Regions from separate parts of the Mus musculus genome. Here all the other regions are linked to region 2. Evidence: chromatin contacts called from public HiChIP or PLAC-seq and promoter capture Hi-C data. All regions are on one chromosome and are shown on one strand. Each heading gives the region's core, a stretch centred on a gene start, on an enhancer-like site or on the middle of the called end of the contact. The rest is flanking DNA. Distances are from core to core; before and after follow the strand shown. Region 1 holds the start of Igdcc4 (immunoglobulin superfamily, DCC subclass, member 4). Region 2 holds the start of Dennd4a (DENN/MADD domain containing 4A). Region 3 holds the start of Igdcc3 (immunoglobulin superfamily, DCC subclass, member 3).

The links. Promoter capture Hi-C pulls out the DNA fragments that hold promoters and counts their contacts. HiChIP or PLAC-seq counts read pairs in DNA pulled down with a chosen protein or histone mark.
Region 1: a contact with region 2 is called in a promoter capture Hi-C map of liver, with 2.8 times the contacts expected there. The contact joins the promoter of Igdcc4 here to the promoter of Dennd4a in region 2. A contact is called at or near these places in 1 of 39 promoter capture datasets (liver) and 1 of 484 Hi-C or Micro-C datasets (embryonic stem cells).
Region 3: an H3K4me3 HiChIP or PLAC-seq map of embryonic stem cells shows a contact between it and region 2, with 11 read pairs. The contact joins the promoter of Igdcc3 here to the promoter of Dennd4a in region 2. A contact is called at or near these places in 2 of 39 promoter capture datasets (embryonic stem cells and stem cell-derived epiblast-like cells) and 1 of 115 datasets of contacts at active chromatin or transcription factors (embryonic stem cells).

Annotation. Positions count from the first base shown.
Region 1 is chr9:65,100,176-65,102,878 of GRCm38.p6, reverse strand. It overlaps Igdcc4 (immunoglobulin superfamily, DCC subclass, member 4), which reads right to left and starts at 1,393. Exons shown (of 20, transcript NM_020043.3): 1 at 1,281-1,393. The coding sequence starts at 1,344.
Region 2 is chr9:64,809,584-64,812,497 of GRCm38.p6, reverse strand. It overlaps Dennd4a (DENN/MADD domain containing 4A), which reads right to left and starts at 1,487. Exons shown (of 35, transcript NM_001162917.1): 1 at 1,478-1,487; 2 at 912-1,158. It overlaps Gm36459 (a long non-coding RNA gene), which reads left to right and starts at 1,083. Exons shown (of 3, transcript XR_379559.2): 1 at 1,083-1,171; 2 at 1,396-1,552.
Region 3 is chr9:65,139,719-65,142,418 of GRCm38.p6, reverse strand. It overlaps Igdcc3 (immunoglobulin superfamily, DCC subclass, member 3), which reads right to left and starts at 1,265. Exons shown (of 14, transcript NM_001357257.1): 1 at 866-1,265. The coding sequence starts at 1,004.

The DNA of each region.
Region 1 (2,703 bases), core at 144-2,643, 290 kb before region 2:
CCCGCTTCTGCGGCCCAGCCCCACGCACCGAGCTTCTATGGGCTCCCAGCCGGGTTCAGGGTCTCGGAGGGAAAGGGGCGTGTCTTGCGGGGAGAGCAAGGGTCCGAGCTGTTTCCAGCACTCTCCCACCCGCTGTTTTCCTGGAGATGGGCCTGGGGTTGGCCCAGCGGAGGCTCCTTTCCACCACCCCCCGCCTCCCTCCCTGTCTCCCTCCCACGTGGCCTGGCCCAGTCTCTCTGGAAAGCCGCAGCAGCTGGAGAAAAATCCCCCTCCCCACCCCCACTGCCAAGTCCCTCCCCGACTCGCCCCGGACACATCCTTAACTCCCCCCTCGGCAGGGAAGGCAAGAAGTAATCGAACAAAGCGGGCAGCCCATCCCCCTCCAGGCCCTACCACCTAACCTCCTTTGGGCTGTCCCCCAAACGCACACCCCACTGAGAGTGAGAGGGCCGGGGGTGGTAAAAACAGCTTTGGCATACACACTTGGACACTTCGTCTCCCCCCGCCCCCAGTCCTTTCTTTGGTGTGGACAGTTGTGATCCTTACCCTTGACCCTACCCAACACTAGGACCTGGGCACTGGAGGGGGCCTTGCTGATCTCGTCCACGCTTCCCTGGTCCGCCCTTGGGGGTGGGGCAGGAGTGACACGCGTCCCATCCAGAGAGCGAGTGTTGGACGCGTTCGGCAAAGCAACTGGTTTCCTGCCCTTCCCCCAGCCCCACTCCGAACCCTGGGTTTGGGTCCACAACACCTCCACATTCCCCCAACCTCCCTAGCTGGCCCCAGGGGCCACACCCATTGGGCAAAGTTGAGTGTGGTTTTTCTCACCGCCGCCCCCATCAAGAGCAAGGACACTCCCCAAAAGCCAAGGCCAAATATTAGCTCAGTCCCATCCAGTTACACACGCACCCGACACAAATGGAGGTGTAAGTGTACACTCCCTCCCCGCCCGCTCTCTCAGGCACACTCGCGACCGCGAGACGCTTGCGGGCAGGGCAGAATCATGTCCCGCTTGCAGCCACCCGCGCGCTGGCGATGCTACCCGGCGCCTTAGGCACGCGCTGTGGACACGTTCCCCCGCAGGACACCCCCACCCCCGCAGGACACACACATGCAAACCTCACATGCACAAGGGCCACGCGCAGGGGGACACGCACGGTGCCAGGCTGTGCACAGCAAGGACACACACCCCCTGGGGGCAAGTCCCCACAGCCCCCGGCGCGCAAGCATCGCGGGCGCCGGGGACGCCCACTCGCGACTGCGGCCACCCGGGCCCTTACCGCGCGCGGACAGCAGGCAGAAGGTCAGCACCAGGAGCCCGCGGCCCGTGTCCGCCCGCGCCATAGGGCCGGGCTCGGGCCGCTGCCGCCGCGTCCGGGCGCCTGGGCCGCCGCCGGGGGAGGGCGCGCCGGGCGTCAGTGGCTCCGGGAGGCGCGGCGCCGCGGGCGGGGGCGCGGCCTCCGGGGCCGGGGCCCGAGCGGGGGCCGGCGCGGGGGCCGGGGCCGCGGCCAGCTCGCCCGCCCCTCCATCGCCATCTTGGGCTAGCGGCCCACGCGGGGGCGCCCCGCCAGTGTGGCCACCCTGCACCACAGGGGACACGCGCCCGCGCGCCACCAGCCTGCTCCTGCGGCTCACTCAGCACGCGGGAGCCTCCCGCTCCTCGGGTCACCTCAGGCTCCTTTCTGTTCATCTTTTTACCTGAGCCTCTGGATCTCTGTTCCCTAACCCTACCATGACTCTACCTTCAGGGTCGCCTCCACCTCTGTTCCAGGCTCAGTTCACTGAGACCTGTCCTTTTCCAACTCACAGCCTGACCTGAATCCTGTTTAGCCTCTCCACAGGCTGCACCAACAGACTCTCTGAGGACACTACAATTCCTTGTCCCCGCTACCTCTTCCATGCCAAGCTGAGGGATTCTCTTGGCTTCCTTCCTTCCTCCTCAGTAGCCAACCCAGTCTGTACTGTGTTCCACCTCTGTGAGGGACAACGAAGACTTGCTTACCACCATTTTACATACCTGCATACTGGGAATATTTGGGTTTGTAGTGGGGACTCCCTAAGGACAGGAGGCTTAAAGCAGCAGGTGCAGGGCCTGCTAATGGTGTTGAGCCTCCACCGGTCCACTCTCTTTTTCAGAACTGCCTCTTTTCCAACTGAGCTGGCCAGGTTAGTTGCCTCAGTGTGTCTAAAGCTGGGGGAATCAAATGTCAGGTTGGGTTGGGGAGAGAAAAACATACTAAACGTCTATTTAAAATGATGCGTTTGTGATGGGAGAGATGGCTCAGCGGTTAGAGTGCTTATTGCATTTGCAGAGGACCTAGATTTGGTTCCGGTACCCACCCAGGCGACTCACATCAGTCTGTAACTCTAGCTCCAGGAGGTCTGATACCACTGGGCTCTGTGGCATCTGCACCTACAAGCAGACACACAATTAGATACAATTTAAAATAAATAAAAATTATATATATATATCCGGATTTTGAGGCTAGAGAGGTGGCCCAGTGGCTAGAGTGCTTCCTGCCCTAACAAAGGACCTGGGTTCTGCTCCCAGCACCCATATGACAGCCATAACCATCTGTAATTCCATTTCCAATGAATCTGATGCCCTCTTCTGGGCTTTGTAGGCACTTTCCTGCACATGGTGCACATAAACTCATGCAAGTACACACATACACATAAAAAAAAATTTTTTTTTAAAGGAAA
Region 2 (2,914 bases), core at 238-2,737:
GACACAATTCCTGCCCTCCCATGTCTCTCTGGCTGGCTGACACCCACTTTCCCCTCAGATAAATACAAGCCTGTTGACTGATGCCTGTCCTGTTTTGCAAACAAGAAATAACTGTCCTATAAGACAAATAAAAACCGTCTCTACCGCTCTGAGGCCAACCATTCGTCTGAAGGAAAAGCACACTGGAGCAGCAACATCCAAGTTTCCCTTTACGTCCTGTCATTTAAAAGCACCATAAAAGAGATGTCGCTGCGACCCAATTCTAGGTCACAAGCTTTTTTGCCCCTTCTCCCCCTGCCCCCTCCTTCGTCTTTCCCCTCTAGAAAGAGATAAACTTCAAAAGGAGTGGTGATGACCAAGAATTGCGCGCGCGTGTGCACAGACACACACACACACACACACACACACACACACACACACACACACACACACACTGGTCAACTTGGACGCTGGCCGGGCTCACGTGGAACCTGAGCCCCAGCCGGGCCCCGGCATCTGGACTGAACAGCCGCGGGAAAGCAGCCCCCGCCGCGGGTTTGAAACCCAGAGCAGGTGGGATTCCGGGAAGCAACCTTACGTAACGAGCTTGTCAAAATCCCAGCTTCAGGACCTCCCCACCGTCCGCCCCCGCCCCATCACCCCAACAACAACAGCCCCAGGCCAGCACCAAATGGCCAGTCCGGAGGGACCCCCCCGGTGTCCCGCGCTCGTTCCCACACGGAGGCGCGCGAACGCCATCGACAGCATCTCGCCATCCTCCGGGACGGCCAGAGCCCCTCCTAGCAGCTGCCCGCGCCTAGCGGCCCTCCAAGTCCTATCACCCGGCTCGGCGTCCCCCTGCCAGTCACCTCCTCAGGGCCGTGACAGCTCCCTATGCCACCGATGCCCACGCCGCCGCCCCCGCCACTCACCTCCCCGCCGGCCCCCGCGCGAGCACCGGGAAGAGCCTGAGATGCAGAGTCTGATCCCCTCATGCGCGGCGGGCGGGACACGAGGGGGCTGAATGTCGCGGCGCTTGCAGCCAGCTTAGCTCATCTCCCGGCCCGGCGCTCCGCCCAGCCGTCTCAGTCAGACGGGACTCCCCCTCCCCGCGCGGTCGCCAAAGCCTCCGCCTCCTTCCTCAGCACCAGCCGCCGAACCCGCCGCGGCCGGCGCCATCTTGGGAGTGACGGTAAAGACATGGGGGCGGGGACTATGGCAACAAAAACCAATCACAGGCCGAATCTGACCCGAGGGGCAGGAATGGGCCGAGCTAGGGGGTGGGTCGTGGGGGGAGGGGACTAACAAGGGTCCCGCAAGTGGGCGGGCCGCTGGGTGGGGCTGTGGGCGGGGTGGGGCCGGGCTGGCTGGTGACGGCGAGTGTAGCTGGGGAAACGCGTCGTGGTTCCCCTTCAGGTTGGGAGATTCCGAGCCCCTGGCGAGTAAGAACAAGGCGCACTGTACCTTCCTCTTTCACAAGCATCCAGCTATGGCCAACAGACCTGCTTCTTCCTTCCCGGCACTGCTGCTTGGTGCAGTGGTCTGAGCTGAGATCCGCCCACCAAAGTCACTGGTATTCTGCAGAAAACCCCCTAAGCGGTTAGCAACCACCAGTAGCTTTCAGTCCCGAGACAGAGGTCAGGGAAAAGGGGGAATTCAGAGGGGTTCTCTGAAAAGCGCGTTGATAAAACAGCTATTGTTGATTGAAAGGGTGTCCATTACATTGATTAATTGGATATGGCCTACTTAAACTAGACTGCAGGTCTACTGTTAATGGCTATTGGCAAGATGCCTTTGAAAAATGTGGATAATAAAGGTTGATTACCTCTACAGAGTTACTCAGAAATGTAAAGTGTATGCCTAAAAAGTATTGAATAATGTTAGCTGGAATTCTATGAACAAATGAAGGAAGAAATAGGACCTTTTAAAAAAAAATTCCTCTAGGTTGAAGTTAATCTATGCAAAACAGGCTTCATCTTTATTGCCAACCGAGATTACAGTTTTATTTTATACCTCCACTCCTTCTCTTGGACTCATTCATCCAGACAATATTGTTGGAAAACCCAGCAGGGCTGACACACAACAGTCAGGGAACCAGAAAAGGTCTGCTTTGAGGGAGTTGAGGTCTAGTGGGAGAAGCTCAACAACAACAACAACAACAACAACAACCAAATATATTTAATGCTTGGAGAAGAAACATAAAAGTTCTAGGAAGAATTCTAGGTAGCAGATAACAGGGTGGTTTTTGAAACCAGAGTGATCAAGGCTGTGCCTCTCTGAAGTGCAGGAAGAAGCCAGTAATGGAAGAAAGGCCCCAGAGAATTGAGTAAAGCAAAAAGATCATGCAGAGAACCTGCAATAGGGAGGAGCTTGGCTTTTAGAACTGCGAGGAATCTGTGTTGATGAGAAATGTATTTTGCCTGGAGAAGCCTTCCATTAGATTAGAGAGGGAGTTGAGAGCTCCGTTGTATAGGGCCTAGAAATACAAGACTATCCTTAATTCTAACTGCAGGCCGAAGCCACTGAATGGCAAGTAGGGAACAAAGCAGCTGGGAACAGTGAGTGGTACTTGAAGAATGGCATCTATATTTATATTCTAGACAACATATGGACCAGAGAACCTGATTGAGAGGGTTTGTTTTTTTTTTTTTAAATCTAAGTTTGAGTCTCTTCAACACTGAGTTCACCAAATATAGTTCAAATTGTTTAAAAAATGTGTGGGCATCACATTATATTGTGTAGATAAAAATACACTAATTTCACTGAAAATTATTAAATAATACCATTGTTGATCCCCACACCCTCCCCCCCCCCTTTTTTTTTTTTTGTTTTGCTTTTCCGGGACAGGGTTTCTCTGTTCAGTCCTGGCTGTCCTGGAACTCACTCTGTAGACCAGACTGGCCTCAAACTCAGAAACCCGCCTGCCTCTGCCTCC
Region 3 (2,700 bases), core at 16-2,515, 330 kb before region 2:
TAGCTATCGGGGATAAAGTTTCTCTCGGGTGCAGATGCAATATTTTGCTTTTTAGGAAGGAAGGGAAGGAAAGAATAATCCAAATGTGTGTCTGCGAAGGACTTGAGACAGCGGAGGGCTTAGATCCACATCCTTCTTTGCTGAGATGAATCTTTTACAGCCCGGGAGGAAGCGACGGGTAGCCGGGAGAACCCAGGGCAGGGACTCCTAGAGAGCTCCCTCGGGGAAGGGCGGGGCCCTGGGCAGCACCGCTGGTAGGCGCTTGCCCTGGGCGACCCTTTCCTCCAGCTCTCCCAGCCCTTGGCAGGATCGCCCACTCAGTCCACCAGGAATCTTTCCTTCCTGTTCGTCGGATACCCCCGAACCCAGTCCCAGCTCTAAACCCTGGGGGATGCCTTCTCAGCCCAGTGCAGTAGAGTCCCGGACCCCGACCCCGATCTGTCGCTTCCGGCTTCGTTCGCCTCGGGCTACTCAGGGTCCCCAGCCGAGCTCTGTGCACCCGGGCTCGCCTTCCTCTGTTGGGACTCCTCCGCTCTTTCTCCTCGGGCTTGTTTCCTCCACTCCGCACTGCCAGCTTGCCTTCCCAACTCCCGCTTTGCTCCGCTCCCAGTTCCTCTGCCCAGAATCGGCATCCTGCCCTGAACCTATCCTGAGCCCCGAAGGCGTAGAAAACCGAGCCCCGGCCCTCTCCCGGGGTTCTCCCGCCGAACCCCTGCAGTCCTTCAAACTACCGGCAGCCCTGCCGGAGTGGGTTTCCCCGTGCCCGCAGCGCGCTGTCCCGCCAGGTCCCTCCAGCACGCGCTCCTAGCGCAGGTTCCCGCAGTGTCCCGGGGTCCGCCCCTCTCGCCTGGGTCCTGAGGCTCACCCAGGCTTGGCGCAGGCAGCGGCAACAGCAGCAGCAGCAACAGCAGCGGCGGCGGCGGCGGCGGCAGCAACGGCGGCAGAAACCCGGGCCGGCGCAGCGCGGGCAGGCGGCGCGGGGACGCGGTGCGCGGCTCAGCCATCGGTCTCTCGGTCCGCTGGGCTCGGCGACGCACGGCGCTACTCAGGGGGGTGGTTGGGGTCTCACGGGCTCACAGCGTCCCGCGGGGCCGGCGCCGGAGCCGGGGCCGGGGCTCGGGCCGGGGCCGAGCCCGGGCGGCGGGAGGCTGGGGCCGCATGCCGGCCTTAGCGGGGATCGGGTATCACGGAGAGCGCCGCTTGCGCCATCTTGCACCCACCGCGGCGATCTGTCAGCCGCGCCCGGGGTGCGCGCTCCGCACTCCGCCCGCGCCCGCACCGCCCTCCTCCTCTGCCCGCCGCCCCCCTCTCCTCCCCTCCCCCAGCCCCCTCTCCCTGGAGGCCGGGTCTGGGGAACAAAAGAGCCGGCGAGCGCTTTAAGCGGCCGGACATTCCCGGCTGCGCAGCGGACGCGCCCCCTGCGCTTTGAACTGCAGCGGGAGCTGCCGCGCCGACCCGGACTGCAGTAAGGTATCCGCTCCTCGTGGTCCGTCCGGACTTGAGGATCTGGGAACGTGAAGACTGTGAGAGAGGGTCCCAGCTGCGGAAAAACACGCAAAACTGAGGTGTTTGCGTCCCCCCACTTTCTCAGCGGTGTCTCTTCCACTATACCCAACTCTGTGTTTTTAAAGACAATTCCCTTAAAACTGCTCAAAGTTGTTAGACATTCGGTATCCTCTAGGTTCCTTGTCCTATTCAAGGGATGAGTTGTGTAGCTTCAAGACTGGCTTCTCAAGGCTAAGTTAGGGCACTCCCGTAGGTGAGAAGAGCACCCCTAACATAAGAGCCCCATAGAAACCCGAGATCCCTCCCAGTTCTGCCTGCTGTCCAGCCCAGTCATTCTCACTGAGTTGGTCTGAAACCTGAAGACAACACTATATTCCCTCAACTTTGCGGATCTTTAAGAGCAAGGGTCCAGGTAAATGACCTGTAGCTGGGTCAGCACACTGGAAGGTACAGTCGCCAGCAACTTCTCTTTGCTATCGTATCTGATGTCTCACATATGGGAAGACAGCTCTTCAGAGAGACATATATGTGCTGTCCAAGTTGATGTTGAGTCTTGTCTTTTTACTACTGTATGCAGACATATGTTGGGGTCCAACTTGATGGGGGAGTCCATCAAAATTACAGAGCACCCACTTAACCCTGGTAGCAGTGTCTGTCTCTGGCAGCATTTGGAGGCAAGAGTGTAATGGCTTCTCACCTCTCCTAGCCCAGGGTGGCCTTGAATCCACTTTGTAGTAGTGGGTGATCTTGGATTGTTTAATCCTCCTGTCTCCACCTTCCAAGTTCGAGGAGTACAAGTATTTGGCACCATGCTTTCATGCAGGTAAGTAAAGAAGGCTTGGTTCAGCAGGGAAAGGAACCTGCAGCCAAGCCTGACTCACCAGCATCCCTGGAACCTACATGGTTGAAAAAGAAAATGACACCCATAGGAAATTATTCTCTGACAGCGAGCCACACTTGCACCATGGCACATGTACAAACATACACACATAGACACACACACACACACACACACACACACACACACACACACACTCACACAGAGTAAATAGATAAAATGTTCTGCAATTCTCTAATTTAAATCTAATTTAAAAAACTTTCAGAGGAGTCCAGGATAATGGCACACATCATTAATCCCAGCACTTGGGAAGCAGAGGCGGGTGGATCTCTGTGAGTTCAAGGCCATCCTGATCT